Linked DNA regions of Sus scrofa: region 2 is linked to region 1. The links are chromatin contacts, called in public Hi-C maps. All regions are on one chromosome and are shown on one strand. The core of a region is the stretch at or near the end of the contact, and the rest is flanking DNA. Distances in the headings are between cores, read along the strand shown.

What was found. A called contact is a pair of places that touch in the nucleus more often than the background predicts.
Region 2: a contact with region 1 is called in a Hi-C map of liver, with 2.3 times the contacts expected there. The contact joins the enhancer-like site here to the promoter of STBD1 in region 1. A contact is called at or near these places in 1 of 5 promoter capture datasets (liver), 10 of 47 Hi-C or Micro-C datasets (embryonic fibroblasts, heart right ventricle, liver and 2 more) and 2 of 2 datasets of contacts at active chromatin or transcription factors (alveolar macrophages and skeletal muscle).

What each region holds. Positions count from the first base shown.
Region 1 is chr8:71,980,892-71,985,371 of Sscrofa11.1, reverse strand. STBD1 (starch-binding domain-containing protein 1) reads right to left here and starts at 2,385. Exons shown (of 2, transcript XM_003129093.4): 1 at 1,536-2,385. The coding sequence starts at 2,202.
Region 2 is chr8:71,878,234-71,882,713 of Sscrofa11.1, reverse strand. The region is part of intron 2 of SCARB2 (scavenger receptor class B member 2); the gene reads left to right. Among named protein-coding and RNA genes, the nearest start is that of SCARB2, 30 kb to the left of the region's middle. Within about 2 kb of position 1,878, at least 7 of the 83 cell types and tissues checked have an H3K27ac peak or open chromatin away from gene starts, as enhancers often do. A contact at or near this core is called in alveolar macrophages and liver, where this site is marked.

The sequences.
Region 1 (4,480 bases), core at 1,136-3,635:
ATGTCATCCAGCCTGTGTGGCGAAGAGCTGCATGGTTACCCTGCAACCCAGAAGAGGACATTTGTACTCCCAGGAACTGTGTGCAGGCCAGGGATTGGCTCTCACATATGCGGACAGACCAGGAGCACCTGTCACTGTGGGAGACTACAAAGGAAGGCAGTGCATGGCTGGTCCAGAGCAGAGAGACAGGGGTGAGGGTAGGGGGAGAGGGCTGGATTCTCCTTGACAACCCCTCCTGGTATCTCAGGAACCTCTTCAAGAAACACAGGCCTTTTACATCCCCTCTCAAATAACTATTCTTAAGAGCACACAATCAAGCTCGCTAAAGACTCTCTTTCCTTCTTGGCCACCTAATAGTCCAAATAGCTCCCTACAAGATCAAAATCTCAAAAGCCATGCCCTCATGGGAGGTGTGGGTGTGGGGGAGGGAGATGTGGGGAAGCGGGAATGGATAGAGAGCAGTCTTGTTTCATTTTGCCTCTTTAATGGTGGGGTTGGAAGTGAGATGTAAACAAATATTACCCTGAATTCCCAATCTTTCCACCTGAAACATGAGGCTGACTTTCTGAAAAAGAAGATAAATGAGCCCTCTGCTCATCCCAAACAAATCGCAGGAAGGCACAGGGGCCGACTTTCAAGTGGCTACACACAGACACCACTCCACTAAAAATAAAGTTCGCAGATGTCATTTTCACCATTAGGCTGGAGTCCAGGCACCGGGAAGGTGAGGTTTTCTGCCAGGGCTCTTTGCCTGGTGCACAGGGTCTAAAATGTGGACATGTAAACCTAGGCGTCAGTCCTGCTTATGGGACTTGGGTCTGCTTTTGGGAGCTGGGTCCAGTGCCAAGTGTGTCTCTTCCCCAGGGTTTTAGACAACCACGCACTGTTCGTGTGATCATGGGGAAGGGCCGACAACTCGCAGTCTCAGGGCTTCATGAAGCCGAGGCCTTCGTGGCCAGAGTCCAACCTGAACTTTGCCTCCCCAACAGAAGCATCCAGATAGCGGGGGCTGCTCACTGCTCTGGCGTCCCCAAACGCGGTTCTTTTGAGGCGAAGGAGGGGAGGTCATGAGGCTATGGGATTGGGGCTGAGACTGGGTTCCTGCTCCGTCAGATACTGGAGAGGGTGGCGGGATCCCCTAACCCGAAGCATTCCTTTCCGAAGGCCCGGAAGGGGCGCCGCCGCCGCAGCCGCCCGCACTGCACCAAGCGCCGCCAAGCGGAGGAACCCAACCCCGCCGGAGGGGCAGGGGCAGGTCCCCGCGGGCTGGAGCTGAGGGCAGCGACTCAGCGGGGCGCGGCCCTGGACGAACCGCCAGGGCATCTCCTGGGCCTCGCCTCGCTGGAGGCGAGAACCCGCCCGGCGCGTGCACACCAGCTGGGGGGAAATCGGGCCGCGGGGAGGGTCCACTCCTGGGTGAGGGAAGCTAGCCCCCGGGTATGGGCCGCCACGGAACTCCAGACGGGGTTTTCCTTCCCTCGGGGAACTTCTAACCCCCCTGGTGATCTGCCCTCAAGACCAGGGAGGAAGAATACCTGGTTTGGTGACCGGCTCCCGCCTAGAAGGTCCAGGGCTCAGTCCGCCGCCGCCACCCTGATCGCCTCCCGGAGCCGCCGCCTCCCCTGAAGGAGCGTCCTTCCGCTGCTCCGCGTCCCCCTCCTTTCCCGTGTCCCGCAGCAGCCAAACGAAAAGCGCTCCGGCCAGACCCCCTCCGACCAGCAGGGCAGACCAGACGGCGCCCATGGCTGAGAGGCCGCAGCTGCGGGAGACGACGGCGATCGAGGCCCGGGCTCGGGTCACGCAGGCAGAGCCACACCTACCCAACCCGCTCCAGCCTTTTACGGTCCCTGGCCGCAGGCGCTCCCACGCGGAGCCCAGCCCTCCGCGACTAACACTCAACTTTCCCAGCCCCGCCCCACTCCCCGCCCCGGGGCTGCAGCCCCAGGCTCCGGCCCGGCGGATACGCGAGCGCCCTCCTTCTCCAACCTCTTCCCTTCCCGACCCCGCCGGTCGCCGGCGGCCGGGAGCACTGGGCGTCCGGGTCCAAGTGCGTCCCGCATGGCTGAGGACCCCAGGGCGCACGGCTTCCGCGCGCCAACCCGCGCCGGCCACGCCGCCTGCTCTTCCCGCTGCAGCTGCCCGCCAGGCCCAGCCCTGCTTGGGGCAGTTCCGGGCACCTCGCCGCCTCCTCTTTACAAACATTCAGCAGCAGCGCGGCCACATAGAAGCCGGAGCTTCCTAGAACTTCGACGCGGAAGACGCCGATGTGCGTCGGAGACGAGCGGGGCTGGGGCGGGTGAGCTGGGGTAGATCCAGAGCACAGCGGGTGCGGTAGAACTTCCATTCCGCCGCCCGTTAGCTGCACTTGGTCTCCGCAAGCCTCCGCCTTCCCACCCGGAAAAGGAAGGGATTGGGCTAAGATCATCCATCAGTAAATGCCAGTCATCTCAAACACATCCAGTCATTGCTTCTTCCTCGACCTCTTTTTGGGGTGCGTGGTTGTCACAAAATGCGCGCCCTCCAGACTGGACTGGATGTTGCCCAGAGGCAGGTTTCTGCAGACGGGTTTATTAATAAAAATTGCAAAGGCCTTTTAAGTGCTGTGGGTGTGCCTGGTGTTAATGTATTTATTTAGTTTGATTCTCACACAACCACCACCACCCTGGGAACTAAGAATTATATACATTGCTTTCTAAATTCACTCTTCTGCCAATCTGGTGGCTTTACCCACCAGCTTCAAGCTAATGATCCCCATATTTGTATCTGCAGGGAGAGCCATTTCCTTGACCTACACGCTCCTACATCCAACTGCTAAGGCCACAGCTGGCAGATATTCGCCTTGGAGTAATTACTACGATGGCTTCTCTGGTAAAACAAATCGCTCAAATGTGCCCCGTGCACGAGCAGACAGAAGTCCCTGACAGGTTGCAAGACTGGGCCAGTAGAGCTGCTGATGCTGGTGCTTTGGCTCAGGTCACAGCCCCTATCATCAAAAGGTCAGGGGGAGAGGGAAAGTGGGGAAGGAGACCAAGCCAGCTTGGGCCTGCTTTTTCGATGCTAACAGACGTCTCAAACCCAGCTCACTCAAATCTGACATGCCCAAAACTGTTCCTTGCTCCCACTTCATCCCAGGAAGTGGCGACCACATCCTTTCTCCTTGCTAAAAAGTGTCATCTTACCCTCTTTTTACCCCCACTCATTGGAGGCAGTGGCAAATTCTGGTCTTGTTTCTTCGAAATATATTCAGAATTTTACTTCTCCCTGCAGCGAGTGCCACCCTGCTCTGCCACCATTACGTTTCTCCTGGATTACTGCCATCACCTGGCCCAGGGATCCCCACTTCCACCCTTGAGTCCCTACATCATTTCAAAGCAGCAGTCTGAATGATCCTGTCTAAACACTCCCATCTTCTGGGCTTCTGCTCAAGACTCTCCAATTGCTCTACATCTCCTAGCAAAAACCTTTCAGAAGGATAGCATCTGTCCCCCAGGTCCTCTCCCAGCTCATCTCCATCTCCTCCTCCCTGGCTGAGTCATCCTTCCTGCAGATAGCCATCCAGACATCCAGCCTCTCTCCCTTTCCCTCTTCTTTTTTGCACAATGTCATCTGCCCTTGATAATCCCCATTGCAATTACATACATCCCCTTCTCCATGTGCCCTTTTCCTGCCTTATTTTTCTCCTTACCATTTAGGACACCAAATCTAATACAGTGTAGAATCCATGGATTTGTTCTGCCTAATTCCACTTTCCTCTCCTTACAATGTACTAGGAGTTGCTGCTGTGGCACAGTGGGTAAATGATCTGACTTGTGTCTGTGGCATTGCCGGTTCAATCCCCGGCCTGGTGCAATGGGTTAAGGATCCAGATTCAGTCCTGGGCCCTGAAAATTCCTTATGCTGAGGGTGAAGCCAGAAAAGAAAAATGTAAAAGCAGGGTTTATTGACAGCAGGATGTATTATCCTTTGTTTTCTGCTGAATTCCTGGCACCTGAAACACTCCTGAAGCCATCCCTCAAAAAGTATAGTACAGGTTGAGGAGTTCCCTTGCAGTGAAGTGGGTTAAAGATCTGGAATTGTCACTGCAGTGGCTCAGGTCACTGCTGTAGCTCAGGTTTGATCCCTGGCCAGGAAGTTCCACATTCTGGGGGCAAAGCAAAAAAAAAAAAAAAAAAAAAAAAAAAAAGTACAGATTAAGTAAATGAATTAAAAGCTTCACGTGGTCACAGTCTGAAGCAGTACTGTTAACCTCTTTATATGGATTTTACCTGCATTTTTAAAGTACAATGAAGATGCAGATTTGGGTTTTTTTGTCAAGTAAATTTTATCTTTTTCTTTTTTTTTAGGGCCGAACCTGTGGCAAATGGAAGGAAGTTCCCAGGCTAGGGGTCAAATTGGAGCGGCAGCTGCCAACCTACACCACAGCCACCACAAAGCAGGATCCAAGCTGCATCTGCAACCTATGCCCACCAGATCCTTAACC
Region 2 (4,480 bases), core at 629-3,128, 100 kb after region 1:
TGCCATGGATTCTTCAAAGACAGGAACCAGGTCATAACAGCTTTCTGTCTCAAGAACTTGGCACAAACCCCCTCCTACACGAGACCAATAGTGGCTGTTTCCTAAAGCATGAGTGTGTGCCAGGCAGTGCTGGAACTGAATGACAAGCTTTTATGGATTTAATTCTCACAACAGCCCTACAAGGAAGGGACACTGTTATCTCCATTTTGCAGATGAGGAAACGGAGACAGAGAAGCTAGTAACGGATGAGCCAGGATTGAAAGCCAAGTCTGGCAGCCAGATCTCCACCCATGCTGTACCCAGGGTGCTTATCACTGCTTCTAGGAATCCTCAACAGAGAGCAGGGGTTCAGTGGAGCATAGAGATGACTTGGGAGATGGGATTGTATTGTGTTTTCTGTATCTAATTTATCCCGCGCCTCTGAGGAATTTAATGCTGCAGAGATAGTAGTTTTCCAACTGATCAAAATTATTCCTTTTGGTTTCCTTGTCTCAGGCATGTGGTTTGCCTTCTGTGATGGCGAGGTTTCACCTAAAGATTCAGGAGTTTAAAAATTATTTTTTGTTTTAAAAAGTAAGAACGTCTTTAAAAAATTTATTTATTTATTTATTTATTTGCTTTTTAGGGCCGCACCTATGGCATATGGAAATTCCCAGGCTCAGGGTCGAATCGGAGCTGCAGCTGCCAGTCTACACAACAGCTACAGCAACACCAGATCCTTAACCAAGGAGCAGGGCCAGAGATCGAACCCACATCCTCATGGATGCTAGTCAGGTTCACTACCACTGAGCCACAGTGGAAACTCCCTGAAAAAATATTTTCAATGAGAGATCACTAAAATCAATCATGTATTTTCCTGACAGATTAAATAGTTCATGGAGGATAACTGGACCTTTCCCAGCGAGGAGGGCCATCCTCATGATTAACAGTAAAGTGTATTCTGAGCCTGTGATGTCCTGGAGCCTTTGACATTAGTAGGTTTTATTAGCATCTACTGAGCCCTAGGGACCATCCCAGGTACTTTCAAGTATGGTTCCTTAATTAATTGTCTAGACCAAAGATTTTGCTTGGCCTTTTTTTATTTTTATTTTTTGCTTTTTTGTTTTTGACTGTGTTTCTAATTCCAGAAGCTTCCTTGGTCTTCTCCGCTACCGTAGAGCAGGAATCCATCACTTCTTGCTCTCATCCTGCTGTTCACCAGGAGAGCGTCCTGCCTCTGGTTGACTATTGTTGATTGGCTGTCAGGGGGATTTGGGTAGCAAACTTGGTTTTGTTTCTAAAACTCCCTCTCCTTTTCCCGTGGCCTCTCTGGGTCACCAACGTGACAGGCATGCTGGAAAGGGAGGCATTTTGAGCTTCCTCTGACTCTTATGTGTTGTGTTGAGACAGAGGTGTTCCCCCTGACCCCCGCCCCGGTTCCCTTGGTTTTCCTGGCCTCTGTGGGGTAGGGGGCCATGCCTGATGCCCAAAGGCACCGTCTTCCTTCAATTAGATGGCTCAGCAAAGGCGAGTCATGCGGGAGGGCGGCTGGTGGCTGGGGGAAGTCACATGGTTAGCTGGAGTGACCTGACATAGACCCTTCGTGCCTCCAAAGACTTGAAATAGTTTTGTGGTTCAGGAACTCGTGGCCTTGACCTTTTGGAGTTTATTGAGAAACCAAGTCACGAGGCTGAAAGCGATCAGAGCCTCCACACTCAATTTCCCTTTAAAACATCAGGTTCTTACAAGGTAAGCAACAAAGATGACGTTTTTAAAGTCATCTTGAGAGTCAGTAAGCATACGTGGACATAAATGAAGCAGACTCTAGACCTGGAATTATTCCTGCCTCTAGGTGAGTGACCTCAAGCTTAGCGAAAAAAACAAACAAACAAAGAGAGCCTGGGCAAGGTCATTGATTTTTGTCATTAGTCAGAAAACTTGACAGCACTGAGCCCTGACTTCTGGATCTATGGTTGAATCCCAGCTCTTGGCTGCCTGGCCCAGCTCTCTGTGAGTACAAATTGGTATTCACCCTCAGGTCAGTTTTTTAAAACTTCTGTTTTCTTTTTTCTTATTTTTTTTTCTTTTTTCTTTTTTTGGTCTTTTTAGGGCCCCACCCATGGCATGTGGAAGTTTCCAGGCTAAGGGTCCAATCGGAGCTGCAGCTGCCGACCTATGCCAACGCCACAGCCAGATCCGAGCCAAGTCTACAACCTACACCACAGCTCACGGCAACGCCGGATCCTTAACCCACTGAGCAAGGCCAGGGATCAAACCAGCATCCTCATGGATACTAGTTGGGTTCGTTCCTGCTGAGCCACGATGGGAACTCCTGTACAAGGGTTTTACATGGCATCCTCTATCAGATTTTGTATGTATTTCTCGGGAACTGGAAAGTCAAGGACTTTTTTCTCATGGTTACTTAGATTTGGCATTTGCTTGAGGCAGTCCTTGGTTTCATCCTGCAGACACTTAGTAGGCACCTGTTAGGAGAGGTCACTTGATACAGAGGAGGGGGTGGTCAAGCAGGAATTAGACTTGGCCTCAGGTTCTGACTCTTCTGCTGTCCTGTGTCCCCCCATATGCAAAAGTGGGTTGAAAATACTTGATCCATCTGTATCATGGGCTTGCTGTAAGGATGAAATGAGATCAAATGGCATAGTGTGCTTAAACCTTTGGAAGAGCTGGGCAAGGGTCCAATATTTATATTACTGTACATAGCCTCGTGCTCAGCACTAGAGAGGAACAGAGACTTGTCTGCTTTTATGCATCTGTAGGTATACATTCGATTATTGTTGGCTTGTCTAATTTTCTTTCTTTCTTCCTTCCTTCCTTCCTTCCTTCCTTCCTTCCTTCCTTCCTTCCTTCCTGTCTGTCTGTCTGTCTGTCTGTCTGTCTGTCTTTTTAGAGCCACACCTAAGGCATATGGAGGGTCCCAGGCTAGGGGTTGAATAGGAGCTATAGCTGCCGGCCTACACCACAGCCACAACCATGTGGGATCCGAGCCGCGTCTTCGACCTGCATCACAGCTCACAGCAACCCCGGATCCCCAACCCATTGAGCAAGGCCAGGGATCAAACCTGCAACCTCATGGTTCCTAGTCGAATTCGTTTCTGCTGCACCACAATGGGAACTCCTATTTTTGTTTTAAAATCTAGAAAAAATTTAAGAGGCCTACAAGTTTCTTAAGCTTGCTTGCAAACTATCTGAGGCTTTAAGATAATGTCTTCACCATCTACAGGATGTCACTAAGTAGTCTCTGAGTGCCAGAGACGTGGCATAGACAGCTGTCTCCACAGGTGTTCAGGGTTGAGAAACCCCACATGTGACGGTAGTGGGAAAAGGCCCCCGGAGGCGGTGGTGGGTAGCCCCGTTGCCTTTGTACTTGTGTTGGAATTATAAACCAAAATAGTTCTGTCTAATGGAAATATGTTGTGAATCACATATGTCATTTTAGATTTTTCTAGCAGCCACATCAAAACAAATAAAAAGAAAATAGGTGTAATTGTTTGTTTGGTTTTTTGGCCACGCCCATGGCATGTGGAAGTTTTCAGCCCAGGGATCAAACCTGCACCACGGCAGCGAACCCAGGCTTCTGCAGTGACAATGCCAGATCCCTAACCTGCCACACCACAGGAGAACTCCAGTTGCAATTAGGTTTAGTAATACATCTTTGGAGTTAAGAACCCAGCTAGTAACCATGAGGATCCTGGGTCGATCCCTGGCCTTGCTCAGTGGGTTAAGGATCTAGTGTCGCTGCAAGCTTCAGTGTAGGTCACAGATGTGGCTTGTATCTGGTGTCGCTGTGGCTGTGGTGTAGGCCAGCAGCTGCAGCTCCAATTCAACCCCTAGCCTAAGAACTTCCATGTGTTGCAGGTGCAGCCCTAAAAAATTAAACAACTGTATATCTTTATTTTACTCATTCCGTCTAAAATAGTATTGTTTCTGGATGGATAAAGAAACTGTGGTACATATATATACAACGGAATATGACTCAGCCATAAAAAAAGAAGGAAGTTTTGTTATTTGCGGCAACATGGGTGGACTCAGAAAGCATAATGCTAAGTGAAATAAATCAGAGAAAGACAAATACTGTATGATATCACATACCTAAAAAATGAAAGAAAATAAGGAATATAACAAAAAAGAAGCAGGCACAGTTACAGAGAATAAACTAGTGGTTACCAGTGGGGAGGGGGAAGGGGCAGTCTGGGGGTGGGAGAGTAAGAGGTACAAACTATCAGGGATAAAATAAGCTACAAGGATATATACTATACAACACAGGGAATAGAGCCAAAATTGTATAACTATTAAATGGAGTATAGTCTTTAAAAATTACAGGAGTTCCTCCTGTGGTACAACAGGTTAAAGATCCAGTGTTATCTTTGTGGAGGCTCAGTTTGACCCCTGGCCTAGTACAGTGGGCTAAGGATGCAGTGTTGCCACACCTGTAATGTAGGTCAAAGCTGTGGCTTGGATTCAGTCCCTGGCCTGGGAACTT